4 separate regions of the Mus musculus genome follow, and all the other regions are linked to region 3. A link is a contact called in public HiChIP or PLAC-seq and promoter capture Hi-C data. All regions are on one chromosome and are shown on one strand. The core of a region is the stretch at or near the end of the contact, and the rest is flanking DNA. Distances in the headings are between cores, read along the strand shown.

Evidence for each region. Promoter capture Hi-C pulls out the DNA fragments that hold promoters and counts their contacts. HiChIP or PLAC-seq counts read pairs in DNA pulled down with a chosen protein or histone mark.
Region 1: a contact with region 3 is called in a promoter capture Hi-C map of embryonic stem cells, with 4 times the contacts expected there. The contact joins the enhancer-like site here to the promoter of Purb in region 3. A contact is called at or near these places in 6 of 39 promoter capture datasets (the 3T3-L1 cell line, the C10 cell line, embryonic stem cells and 2 more) and 1 of 115 datasets of contacts at active chromatin or transcription factors (differentiating embryonic stem cells).
Region 2: a contact with region 3 is called in an H3K4me3 HiChIP or PLAC-seq map of embryonic limb bud, with 7 times the contacts expected there. The contact joins the enhancer-like site here to the promoter of Purb in region 3. A contact is called at or near these places in 5 of 39 promoter capture datasets (the 3T3-L1 cell line, 3T3-L1-derived adipocytes, cranial neural crest and 2 more), 4 of 115 datasets of contacts at active chromatin or transcription factors (embryonic limb bud, embryonic stem cells and pro-B cells) and 1 of 9 other capture datasets (embryonic stem cells).
Region 4: a promoter capture Hi-C map of liver shows a contact between it and region 3, with 4 times the contacts expected there. The contact joins the enhancer-like site here to the promoter of Purb in region 3. A contact is called at or near these places in 5 of 39 promoter capture datasets (the 3T3-L1 cell line, 3T3-L1-derived adipocytes, cranial neural crest and 2 more).

The regions. Positions count from the first base shown.
Region 1 is chr11:8,588,260-8,591,178 of GRCm38.p6, forward strand. All of the region lies in intron 3 of Tns3 (tensin 3), which reads right to left. Among named protein-coding and RNA genes, the nearest start is that of Tns3, 75 kb to the right of the region's middle. Within about 2 kb of position 1,357, at least 159 of the 459 cell types and tissues checked have an H3K27ac peak or open chromatin away from gene starts, as enhancers often do. A contact at or near this core is called in embryonic stem cells, liver and trophoblast stem cells, where this site is marked.
Region 2 is chr11:8,655,852-8,659,145 of GRCm38.p6, forward strand. All of the region lies in intron 1 of Tns3 (tensin 3), which reads right to left. Among named protein-coding and RNA genes, the nearest start is that of Tns3, 7.0 kb to the right of the region's middle. Within about 2 kb of position 1,365, at least 70 of the 459 cell types and tissues checked have an H3K27ac peak or open chromatin away from gene starts, as enhancers often do. A contact at or near this core is called in embryonic limb bud and hippocampal neurons, where this site is marked.
Region 3 is chr11:6,474,378-6,477,516 of GRCm38.p6, forward strand. It overlaps Purb (purine rich element binding protein B), which reads right to left and starts at 1,699. Exons shown (of 1, transcript NM_011221.3): 1 at 1-1,699. The coding sequence starts at 1,509. The coding sequence ends at 535.
Region 4 is chr11:8,508,676-8,511,599 of GRCm38.p6, forward strand. All of the region lies in intron 16 of Tns3 (tensin 3), which reads right to left. Among named protein-coding and RNA genes, the nearest start is that of Tns3, 150 kb to the right of the region's middle. Within about 2 kb of position 1,381, at least 13 of the 459 cell types and tissues checked have an H3K27ac peak or open chromatin away from gene starts, as enhancers often do. A contact at or near this core is called in liver, where this site is marked.

The DNA.
Region 1 (2,919 bases), core at 107-2,606, 2.1 Mb after region 3:
AACACTAAGGGAAATTTTCTTTCAAGACATTTTTGTACAAAGTGTCTAAGAATGATGTAATGTAAAATAAGTAAATAAATAAGAAGTAATGACAGCGCAATGGTTAAGAGCACACACTGCACTCAGAGAGGAAGAATCTGAGTTCAGTTTCAGCAGCCATCTTCCAGTTACTGCCTCTTACTTTAGCTCCACAGGATCCAACACTCTCTTCTGGCCTCTGCTGGCACCTGCACTCACATGTGCATACACACAGACATGTACAAGGACTCATAGTGAAAGATAAAACACGTCACTTAAAAATTAAAATAAGGGCTAGGCGTAGTGGTACATGCCTTTAATCCCAGCACTCGGCAGGTGGATTTCTGAGTTCGAGGCCAGCCTGGTCTACAGAGTGAGTTTCAGGACAGCCGAGGGCTACACAGAGAAACCCTGTCTCGAAAAAAAAAAAAAATTAAAGTAAGGGCTGGAGAGATGGCTCAGAGGTTAAAAGCACTGACTGCTTGCTCTTCCAGAGGTCCTGAGTTCAATTCCCAGCAACCACATAGTGGCTTGCAACCATCTGTAATGGAATGCAATGTCCTCTGCTGGTGTGTCTGAAGTCAGCTACAGTCTGAAGATGAGCTCTCATGAAGATGTACTCACATACCTAAAGTAAGTAAATACATCTTAAAAAAAAAATTAAAGTAAAAGTTACCATAATTTTTATATCTGACTAGTTAAATCTTTATTTCATATATTCTGCAAAGAGTCCCCACCTCACACCATGTGACATTAACCTAGCATCCAACACTTATCATCCACCAGTGTCCTCACAACGCTGTCCAGGCCACCTCTGTAGGACATCACACTCACAAGCCACCTCTGCTCCACCTCATCAGTACTCCAGGCCTAAGATGTCCCCAGTAAAGGACCCCACAGAGGGGTTAGAGAGGGAGCAGAGGGCTGGCCTAGCAGGTGGGGGTTCTGGGTTCAAAGTTCAGCACGGCTGAACTGAAACAAACAATAAACATGCCCTTCACTTCTCCTCTCCTGACCCCATTCAAGGCCTTCAAGATCAGAGCCTCCAAAGGATCCACCAGCTAAGCACGGGACCCTTCAGATTCAAAGGAGGGCAATCTACAGTAAGACTGGAATTGCAGATTTTTACCCTACATTCTACATTCCATTCATTCGGATCTTCCAGCCTTCCTTAAGGCTCAGCAAGTATTTATTGTCCCTAAGATCCGGTAAGCAGGGAGATGCTTAGTAACAGGAAGACTAAAACCTGTAATCCTCCAATGTCCTCCCCTGCTCACCCACCCACTTGTTCAGCAAGTCTTGGGGAATTCTCCGGTGGTGAGTCAAAAGTCTGGAAACACACAAAAATGAATTCAGTCGGCTGCCCCTGGGAGGTGGAAATAAGGAAGCTCTGGGCTCTTTCTGTGTTCAGGGGACCGTGGGGGTGGCCACTTCCTGAATCCTTGCCCAAAATTAACAGCTTTACAGAAGTGGCAGAGCCTTGTCAACAGAAGCTTGGTTTCGCAAGTTAAAATGCGGAGAGGACTGGTGTGTGCAGTCAGTTCAGCCCTGCTTCTAAAAGAGGTGTGTGTGTGTGTGTGTGTGTCTGTCTGTCTGTCTGTCTGTCTGTCTGTTGTCCCTGTGTAGGTGGGGTTGTTTCTCTTCCAAACTCTTACTCTAGAAGTGGCTGAAGAAGAATTCAGTGGCAGCAGGACAGAAGAATTCAGCGGCAGCAGGACATAAACCTCTACATGGAATACACCCCATCTAGAGGAAGGTCACCCTAGAGACCACCACGAACTGGCCCCGAGCACATACAGTCATGACCAACCACCAGCTGGCTGTCCAGAGGCACACCTGGCAACAGCACAGGGTCGTGTTGGGGGGGAGGGGGTGGCTGGGAAGCAAAGTGAAGTATCTGAAAGTCTTATAAGGATGAAGACACAGGGGCTGGAGAGATGGCTCAGTGGTTAAGAGCACTGACAGCTCTTCCTGAAGGTCCTGAGTTCAAATCCCAGCAACCACATGGTGGCTCACAACCATCCTTAATGACATCTGACGCCCTCTTCTGCTGTGTCTGAAGACAGCTACAGTGTACTTACATATAAAAATAAATAATAAATAAATCTTTTTTTAAAAATCTGCTTTGCTTGAAAAAAAAAAGGATGAAGACACACAGAGATAACCTAAGGACAAGCCTATAAAGATACCACCAAGGTCCCCTGCCCAGGCAGGACAGAGAAGTACTGTTAGGGTAGGAGAAGGTGCTCAGAATACCTCTCCCCACCTAAACTTCGGCTCTGGAAGACAATACTGGGAAGATACTAGAAGAGCCCTGAGTGGACCAGAGATTCTCAAGACTTTCAGAACTTCTCTGACATGTGCGACATGTGCTTCCTTGGTAGGTTCCACCGTTTCTCAAATATGTACAAATAACAGCCCAGGGGGCCTCTCCGTTGGGTGTTCCTCTGCCTGTGCCCAGCCTGAGGGGCTAGAGGTAAAGGAAAGAGTGGGTAGATAGACTCCCTCACTTGTAAAGACCGTAAGTAGGGGGCTGGAGAGATGGCTCGGTGGTTAAGAGAACCGACTGCTCTTCCAGAAGTCCTGAATCCAAATCTCAGCACCCACATGGTGGCTCACAACCATCTGTAATGGGATCTGATGCCCTCTTCTGGTGTGTCTGAAGATGGCTGCAGTGTGCTTACATATAATAAATAAATCTTTTTTAAAAAGACCACAAGTGGAATCTGGAAAGAGAAGAAACAAGAGGTGTCAACGGACTAGGAGGCAGTGACATGGGCCTAGAAGTAAGGGAGACACCCATAAGAAAGCAGAAATCAGGGAGACACTCCTGATAGGTCAAGTTCTAAATATGAACAGACGCCCCAAAGCAGGATGGGCAAGACGTGCATGGGGGAGTTG
Region 2 (3,294 bases), core at 115-2,614, 2.2 Mb after region 3:
CTTCTCCCATGCCCCAATCATCCCTTATGCTTCCTTTTCTGGGAGAATGATGAGGATCAGGCTTTCCACAAGCCAGCAAAAAAATGATACCCGATCTTGCTTTGCAGTCTGCATCCTCAGAACTCCGCCTCCCACCCTGAAGGTCCCAGTGGCCCACCTTCCCTAAGGGTCCACCAACTCCCTGAGATCAGTGGGTACTGGTGCAGATTTGCAAACCACATTACCGCCATTGTGGGGACCTGCCCTATGCCTCATCTCATTCTAGTTGATAAGTACAATCATCTTCCTGAGTTTTCCCATTCTTCTTCGCCTTGTGCAATTTCCCTTGGCTATTGCAGGTAGTTGATCCACACTATCAAGCCCCCACGTGGCCCCACCTCCTTCAACGTCTTAAAAATAAGCCAGAGGGCTGGTGAGATGGCTCAGCGGTTAAGAGTGCCGACTGCTCTTCCAAAAGTCCCAAGTTCAAATCCCAGCAACCACATGGTGGCTCACAACCATCTGTAATGAAATTTGATGTCCTCTTCTGGAGTGTCTGAAGACAGCCACAGTGTATTTACATATAATAAATAAATAAATAAATAAATAAATAAATAAATATAAAAAAAGAAGAAGAAGCAGCCAGAGATGACCACCCATGTAGACCAGCCTTTTCTCCCTCTCCCTAGGGCCCACAGTCCCATCTGGCCTAGGAGCCTCAAAAACTCTGGGTGAACCTGAGGATGAGTGGTCCCTCCTCCTTCCAAACCTGACCAGTGATGCCAACAGTCACACTGGGAAGGGGACCAGCAAATCTGGCTCAGTTTGAGTCTGGTTCTGTGTGTTCCAAGAGGGACGGGCAGCCATTTGTTGACACTCCTTAGAATTGTGAATACATTCTTAGAGGGTAAAAATTAACCAGTGCCAGCCACGAAGAGTGTCATGGCTCTTGCTGCTGCTCCCAGCAAGCTCCCTGTACTGATCAGAAAAGCTGCCTCCTCCCAGTGACTCGGGGGCCTCCAGCACCATTCAACAGAGCCAAAACAGAGCAAGCTGGGCTCTGCACTATTCCCTCCAAAGCTCGGCTGAGGTAACCCTGTGTAATTGCACTCGTAGATCATAAGTGCTGGCATGTGGTTCCCAGGCTGAACCATTTACCCAAATTAAAACCATTCTCCTGAAACAAAGTCAGACCCTTTTAATTGAAAATAAAACCAAGCAGCCCTAGAGGCGCTTACTTGAGCGCTCTCTCTCTCTCTCTCTCTCTCAAAGACATTCTTCCTTCTTTCTCCTTCCATTAATCACCAAGTTTATGCAATCTGTCAAAATAGCTTGGTAAGAAGCTTCCTTCCTTTCCTGCAGGCCTGGTTCGTACCCTGTGGGTGCCAACCAAGAGCTGGAGGGCATTGCGAAGCCAGTGATCATACAGTGTCTTAGCTGCAGTCTGGCCATGTCAAGGAACCCCAAAAGGCTGCAGTTGCTTCTGGGTGTCTAACCGAAGAACAGCGATGAGGGACAACACGGCCAGGTCCCAATAGCATCATCTCTCATCACCCAAAGGTGGAAGTTGCCCAGGTGTCATTAACTGACAACTGGATCTGTAAGACACAGTGGATCCACACTCGAGTACTAAGTATTAAGTACTGGACTATTAAGCCTGAAGAAGGAACGAATGGAAAGAGAGAAGGAAGGGAAGTCGACATGCACTCTACCACGGATGATCCTTTAAAGCATTATGCCTGTCACAGAAAGGAGAAATTCTGGCTGGTTCCACTTACAGGAGGACCGCAGGACAGAAATTAAAATGACAGTTGCCAGGAGCTTTGGGAGAGGAACAGGGAGCCATTGTAGTGTTGCAAGATGCGGGGTTCTGGAGAGCCATGGACAGATGGTCGCACAGCAATGTGGATGAATGTACTGAGAAGCTCAGAGCAGGACGTTGTTAACAGCTAAAATGCTAACATTACATCACATGGAGTTTATCATAGAAATCTTCCTAGGAACATGACTAACTAGGGTCCACCCAAAAATCTACCTGCAAAGATGTACACCATTTACGACCAACAGAGAGAGACAGACAGCTGAGCCCCACTAGCCACACTAAATGCACATACTGTCAATAGCAATCCAGCTTGCACGGTTATTTTCAAACTGGAAAATGCTTAAGCTGCCACAGTGTTCTTTTTAAAGGATCTGGGCTTGGTCAATTCAAAAGGCGCAGGAAATACAAGGCGCCCACCAGTGGACTCAGGGTTTCTGGGAATTGTGTTTTAAACATCCCTGCAAGGGCCAATAGACTATGATTTTATTAGAAGCTGGTGGAACTTTCAGGAGACCAAGAGGGAAGGCAAGTCACTGCAGGTGTGTCCTTGAAGGGGATATTTGGGACCCTTTCTTGTTGGCTTTGTTCCCAGGTTGCCAGGAAGTGAACTCCCTGCCAAGCTAACTGCTTCCTTCCTACAGGCTTAAAAGCAAAGACGCTGACTGACGACTGACTATGGACTGAACTCCCGGACCACATAAGCCAAAATGAAATGTTCCTCCCTGTCACAGACTTCCTTGGGTTTGTTTGCACTAGGACGGAAAGCTGACCGAGAGGATGCCAAAATTCCTTAGCATTTTCCCAAGCTACAATGATGGCAGGTTTTATAGAAACATAGCCCAAAACGCAGCTAGATAAAAACCTCATCTATTGCCTCAAGGGTAAAACTGAGGAGGATTTGAAAACACATTCCCAAACAGCCCCCGAGCGCCAACCCAGCCCCCACCCATATGTGAACCACCTATCTATGAAGCCTGCCTTTCCTCCACCCCTGAGCACCTGACTCTATAGGTGTTTTCACAGGCGTCAAACTGAACACACCTGTCCCTATCACTGGGATGAAGCCATTTATCATTCTGATCTCCCTGTGGAAACCTGCCCTCATTGTAGCTTGGGAAAATGCTAAGTGTCTCCTCCCAGGCAGGGGGGTCTTACAACACCTTCAAACCAGGAAATTCTTCCAGTCACAGGCCAGGAGCTTCTCAGACCCATTCAGAAGGAGAATTCAGCACAACCAATACTCTGGTTGGATCTGGAGCCAGCAAGCAGCAAGGGTCACAGTCACACAGGACCCTGCTGTCTGCTCAAGTGCCTGACTGCAGGAGAGGGCTGCTGAAGCCTGGGTTTTCCCTCAGGTCTGTGTGGTGCCAGAGGTTGATCTGTTTATTTCCCTGAGCACATTTCTGATCTACTTCAAAATGGCCAGTGAGGAGTAGGTGAGTGAGGAAGTCTCTAAGAAAGGTGAGGGATTACCAGAGTAGAGAGGAGCGCCA
Region 3 (3,139 bases), core at 449-2,948:
CCTCTTTCTTCTCAAAGATTCCACTAAGACCTAGATCCAAAATGCTGATTTCGATGGAGGTGAAGGGATAGATGCTGATAGTAGTGAGGCCTGGAGGGATCCTAAGACCAGATTACCCAGGAAGAACACAAATTCAGCTATTCCCAATGCATGAGTCTGGGTAACCCAGGTGTGGTTTTGGTCCCAGACGCTCGAAGATCTATCTATCCCTTCCAGTGTTTTCCTGATGAATTTCCGAACCTCGGTTTTAAACAACAGAAGCTGAGACTCTTGCGCAGGTGAGGAGATGCTGCTCCTCTTTGCAGGTTGCTGGCAGTTCCTTGGAACTTAACTGCTTTTCTCTAATTGTCTGTGACTGTTTTCTTATGGTTATTTCTCTTAACTATATTATTTTATTTTTTTTTTTGTTTTCTTCGTCTGCGGCCTCCCCTGATCCCTCTCCACTAGCTCACTGGGGACGAGAAGGAAAGGGCGCTCTCTAGCCAAGGGGATGGTGGTGGGGTTGGGGGAGGCCGGTACGGGAAGCTGCCTGCTTCAATCCTCATCCACTTCCTCACCCTCCGACTCGTCGCCGCCACCGCTGCCCCCGCCGCGTCGCTCGTAAAGCTTATCCCTCTGTCGCTCCTGGATCTCTTTCATTTCATCTGCATACCGACAGAAGGCGCCTCCAAACTTGCCCCAGGCCTTGAAGGGCACGGTGATGGCATTGCGGTAGGACGGCTTCACCTCGCTCACTCGCAGGAACACCCCGTACTTGTTGCAGCCGACGTCGAAGAAGAAGCGCTTCGAGTCCACGGTGATGGAGGTGCCCTCCGGGAGCTCTCCGTACAGGCCGCCCCCGGGGCCGCCGGCGCCGCCTCCCGGGCCGCCGGCCAGCTCGTCCTCGTCGCCCCCGTAGTCGTCGATGAGCTTGGCGAGCGCGTCGCGGAACTCGATGAGGCCCTGCGCGGGCAGCGCGATGGTCTGGCCGCTCTGCAGGCCGCCGGGCCCGGGCCCCCCGCCGAAGCCGCCGCCGCCGCGGTTCACCGTCTGGCGGATGCGCAGGAAGCGGCCGCGCTGGTTCTCCTTGAGGTCCAGGTAGTACTTGCGGTTCTCGCGCACCAGGAACTCGCTCTTGAGCGCGCGGCGCGGCCCGCCGCCCTCCTCGGCGCCCGCCGCCAGCTGCTCGGGGCTGCTGGGACCCAGCTGCGCGTAGTGCTCGATGAAGTCGCCCAGCGAGTCGCGGAACTCGGCGGCCACCGCCATCGACAGCGTGAGGCGGCTCTTGGAGCCGCCCGCGCCCACCTCGGCGATCTTGAGGAAGCGGCCCTTGGCGTTCTGCTTCACGTCCAGGTAGAAGCGCTTGTTCTGGATGTCCAGCCGCTTCGAGGCCAGCTCCTGCGTCTCCTGCTCGCCGCCCGGCCCGCCACCGCCGCCGCCGCCGCCGCGGGGCGCGGGCTGGAAGCCGCCGGGCCCGCCGCCGCCGCCGCCGCCACCGCCGCGCTCGCTGCCGCTGTCGCCGTCCGCCATCTTCTCGGCCGCCGCCTCGCCGCCGCCGCCCGCTGCGCTCGCGCCCCCGCCCTCCGCCCTGCGGCTCGCGCTCCGGGGCCCCCCAGCCTCGCCCGCCGGCTCCTCACGCGCGCCCGCCGCTCATCGCCGGTCGCCGCCGCCCCCCATCGCCTCCGCGCCCCGCCCCCGCGGCTTCCGTGCGGCACGGCCCGCTTCCGGCGCGCGCCTCCCGTGACGTCACTCCGCCCCGCCCGCCGCCGCCTCCCGGCCGGAAGACCCACACACACCACGCCGGCGGGGCGCAGAGGTGACGTCGCTGGCCGCGCCGGCAAGGCGTTCTGCGGCTACCCCGGGCGAGCCTATGTTTCTGTCCGCTGGTTTTGGGGTCCTCTTTCTTGATGCTTTACTGACGCTCCCGGTTTCAGAGGGTTTAGTGTGTGACTAGATGACTCTGTTGCTTTGGGGCTGTGGGAAGGCAGAACGTTTTGCCGAGAAGCACATGAATTATTCAACAGTGGAGCCAATCACCTCCTGGCGCCTGGGAAAGCAGAGAGACAGGAAAGGGCCAGGGGCTAGGGATCTTTCCAGAGCATACCCCAGTAACCTGTTTTCTCCAGTGAGATCCTACTTCTCACTAATGCTACTAGATTATTAATCCTCAGGGACGAGTACACTGATTAAGTCGGACTCCTAACGATTGGATCTAGCAATCCTTCAGTAAATAAGCCCGTGTTTCTAAAACAAAGAAACCAGAATACCATCTTATTTTATAAACTCCCTGAATGGAGTTCACACAAATAACTTTTGGGTTTTTTTTTTTTTTACAATTGGGTGTTTTTAATGATAGGATCTCACTAAGCTATATTGGCTTAAACTTGAGTTCTTGCATCAGTTTAATATTCGTTAACCAGGTTCCTCTAAAGTGTTGTTTTTTTTTTTTTAAAGATTTATTTATTATTATATGTAAGTACACTGAAGCTGTCTTCAGACACACCAGAAGAGGGAGTCAGATCTTGTTACGGATGGTTGTGAGCCACCATGTGGTTGCTGGGATTTGAACTCTGGACCTTCAGTCGGGTGCTCTTACCCACTGAGCCATCTCTCCAGCCCTAAAGTGTTTTAAATTTGTTTCTGTGTGGCTATACATGTACGTGTATGTGGAGGCCGGAAATAGAGTGTTTGTGTTACTCTCCACCGTATTTTTTGTGAGTGGGTCTCTGGCTGAACTTAGAGCTCACTGAATTGATCTAAACTGGCTGTCAGTGAGCCCTAGGGATCCCCCACCCCCACCCCCTGCTGCACCCTGCTCTTTTATGCAGCTGCTAGGTTTTCAAGCTTGTGTCTTAATGCTTGTGTGATGAGCAGTTAACCGCCCCTCTAGCCTGTATTCTGCCTGATGGGCCAGCTTTGTTATTTTGTTTCCGCTGAAATTTCATTTGCATCTAAGCCTAGAGTCTTCTCTTGTAATTTTTTAGTAAGGACATATTTTTGAGTGGTTTTATGGTTTGATTTTTAAGTATAGGACTATGTTTATCTGAAATATATCATGATGTCTGGGATGAAGTAAAGAATCTAAGGAATTTCCTTCAAATGACTAACCCATTGTCCCAGTACTATGTATTGGGTAATCCTTGGAGGATAGATGTTAACA
Region 4 (2,924 bases), core at 131-2,630, 2.0 Mb after region 3:
GGCACACAGGGCAGTGGTTTCCAACTGCCAATGACTGAGCTCAACCTTCAGATAAAGTTCTACGTAAGAAGCCAATATGAAGACTATAAAGAGGTAACGGTGGGACCAGAGGCTGAGGGAGGGCTTGCATAGGAGGCAGGATGGAAAAGGGATGCCCTTTAAGTATCAGCATGAGGTCTCGAAGCTGCAGAACTAAAGTCAGAAAGCCACTGGCCCTGGAAATGTCACTGGTCCAAAACAACTCCACCATCATCAGCAGGAGACGCTTCCATAAGACTAAGCATGTTGGTCCCCCAGTCCAGAGCTTCAGGGCACAGGGAGCTAGACATGTAGCTCTGACAAGCAAGGCAGGGTAAGGATGCTCGGCTACACAGAAGACCTGTCTGAAAAGACTGTTCTAGATGAACCTTTTGTTTTTTTAAAGCTCCTCCCTTTGCCCTTAAAATGCATTCACAGACAAATTTTCTCTCCCTTGACTCCTTAAAAGAGAAGAGTGCACAGGCCATAGCCCCACAGGCTTGATCTCTATTCCTTTCTTGGTACATTTTAAATCTCCAAGAGAAAAGAGGGGACTACCATTCAGCCAAGTGTGAGAGGAAGGGGTGGATGTTCCAGGGGTAGGAACACATGAGCTAAATACACAAGGGGAAGAGCCACTAATCACAGCTTCCTGTCTCTGCTGTTTTACATCCCATGGACCAAATACTGTAGTCAAAAGCTTTCCCGGACTTGGCAGAACTGAGAAACACAAGACCTCAGGCTTTGTAGAAATAAAGCTGCAATCTCACATCTCCCTGGCATTGTGAGGGATGGTACTCCCATGGAGGACGCAGAAGAGAGCCAGGCAGGTGGACCTGCGACATCACTGGGCAGCCATTTGTACCTTAATGGAAGGAAATGGTGGGAAGTCACAACAGCAGAGTTTCCATACAAGACTTGAGGTGTGAGAAAAGAAGCTGTATGGAAGGAGCAACAACCTGGCTCCAATCTCAGGAAAGACAATGAAAGGCAAAGCAAGAACTTAGCTGCTATTCCCACAGGTGCGACTGGAGTGGAAAGGTCCCCAGCCCCGGGGATAGAATACAAGGCTAAGACTGAGTCACTGTGTGTGTTAGCTAAGAGGGTGAGGTCATCAGAGAAAGCTAGAGATGCAGTCCGTGACTGCGATGCAGAGGGGAAACTGGCGTGAGAGTGATGTTGCATGACAGCTGGACTACAAAGACATGGAAACTGTAGTGGGACAGATGGACCACCCCAGCCTCCATCACCTGCCAAACTCTCATGATGCGCCCTCTGGAAGGTAGAGTGAAGCACCCGAGGGTGTTTCAGGAGATGGTGCTCCTGCTTCCTCCTGGGAGGGAGACCTCAGGAGAGTGCATAGGCTGGAGACTGAGAGGTGAGGGCAAAGGTCAAATCCACTGAAATCTCAGTGCCACCTCTCTATCCTGGGGCCATCACTTCAAAACTCATAAGATTCTTGCAACACTACAGAATGACACACATTTTCAGACAGTTTTTCTAGCACCACTTGGGAATTAAAACAACAACAGCAGCAACAATAATAATAAAAGTCTTCTTAATGGGATGGAAGCCAGGGCCTGGCACTTGTCCTTTGGCAGCATCGACATCACACTTTCTTTCCCAACAGGTTCCATCCATTTTCAAAAGTCAATAGTCCATGACTGGATTACAGCTCTGAATACTGAGCAGAGGCTTCCCAGGGGTCAGACAGCTATTGAGAGCCACTGCCCTCAGCTTTGTCACCCTGCACCTAAAAGTGCCACACAACTGTTACATCACAGAGTCAATGAAAGGAGACCTTTGGAGCCTGGGTGGCAGCAGAGTGTGGCCTCAATTTATCAACAAGAGGAGGAGCTCTTTAAGAGTAGGATTGGCTACCCATAGGGATCATTGTCCCTTAACAGCATAAGGTGTTCCGTGAAGTGCTTTTCACCTAACCAGCTCAGCAGGCAGGACTCAGAAAGGGCTGAGTGTACAAAGGGCTGAGTGTACATTAAGAACGCTGTCATAATAAAAAGAGTGATTGTAGTAAGCACAAACAAAAATTAAGTTGAGAGATTTTTAAAGGCAGAGTTCTCACAGACCATTCTGATCCAAATACAGAAGACTATGAAGTATAGACAGGCACAAGGGCCCTGCCACAGTCCTGGCTGGAATGTGAAACGTCCCCATTTGTTCACGTTTAACTCAATTCATACTCGTACCACTGTTTTGAAGGTTGGGAACCCTATGGGTGGTGGGGATGGATGGATGGATGGATGGATGGATGGATGGATGGATGGATGGAAGGATGGTAGGATGGATGGATGATGATGGATGGATGGATGATGGATGGATGGATAGTTGGATAGATGAAAGTAGCTCACTAGAGGTTAAGTCTTTGAAGGTTATATCTGCCCTGGTTCCCATCCATATTTTTTGCTTCTTGCTGGATGCCACAGAAACAGCCTTATGCAAGCTGCCATCACCAGTCTTCCCTGTCGGAATGGACTGAGAACTCTCTGCAAGTGGGAGATGAAATAAAAAAACCTCTGGGGCTTTATGCTGCTTCTGCTGGGCATTTTACAACAGGAACAGGAAAGCTAACTGACCCAGCAGCACTATATAGAAAGTTCTTCCATAGCTTGCCTGCCCTATTCAACCTCAGACTAGCATCGCCCTCACCATTATCCACCATGGCAAACAATCTCCCCCCTGGAACACACACCTAGTCCTCATTTGCTTTCCCATACCTCTGCCTGCCTCAACCTCCTTATGCAGCTATGCTAGCTGTGTTGAGCTATGGCACACACACTCCCATCAGTGATATTTCCAGCAGATATCAAGATCTTTGGAAAATCTCTTCATGACTATTTATGCCACAGAAATAAGATCTAGAGAAGTTCTATCTGACAGTCACCCAT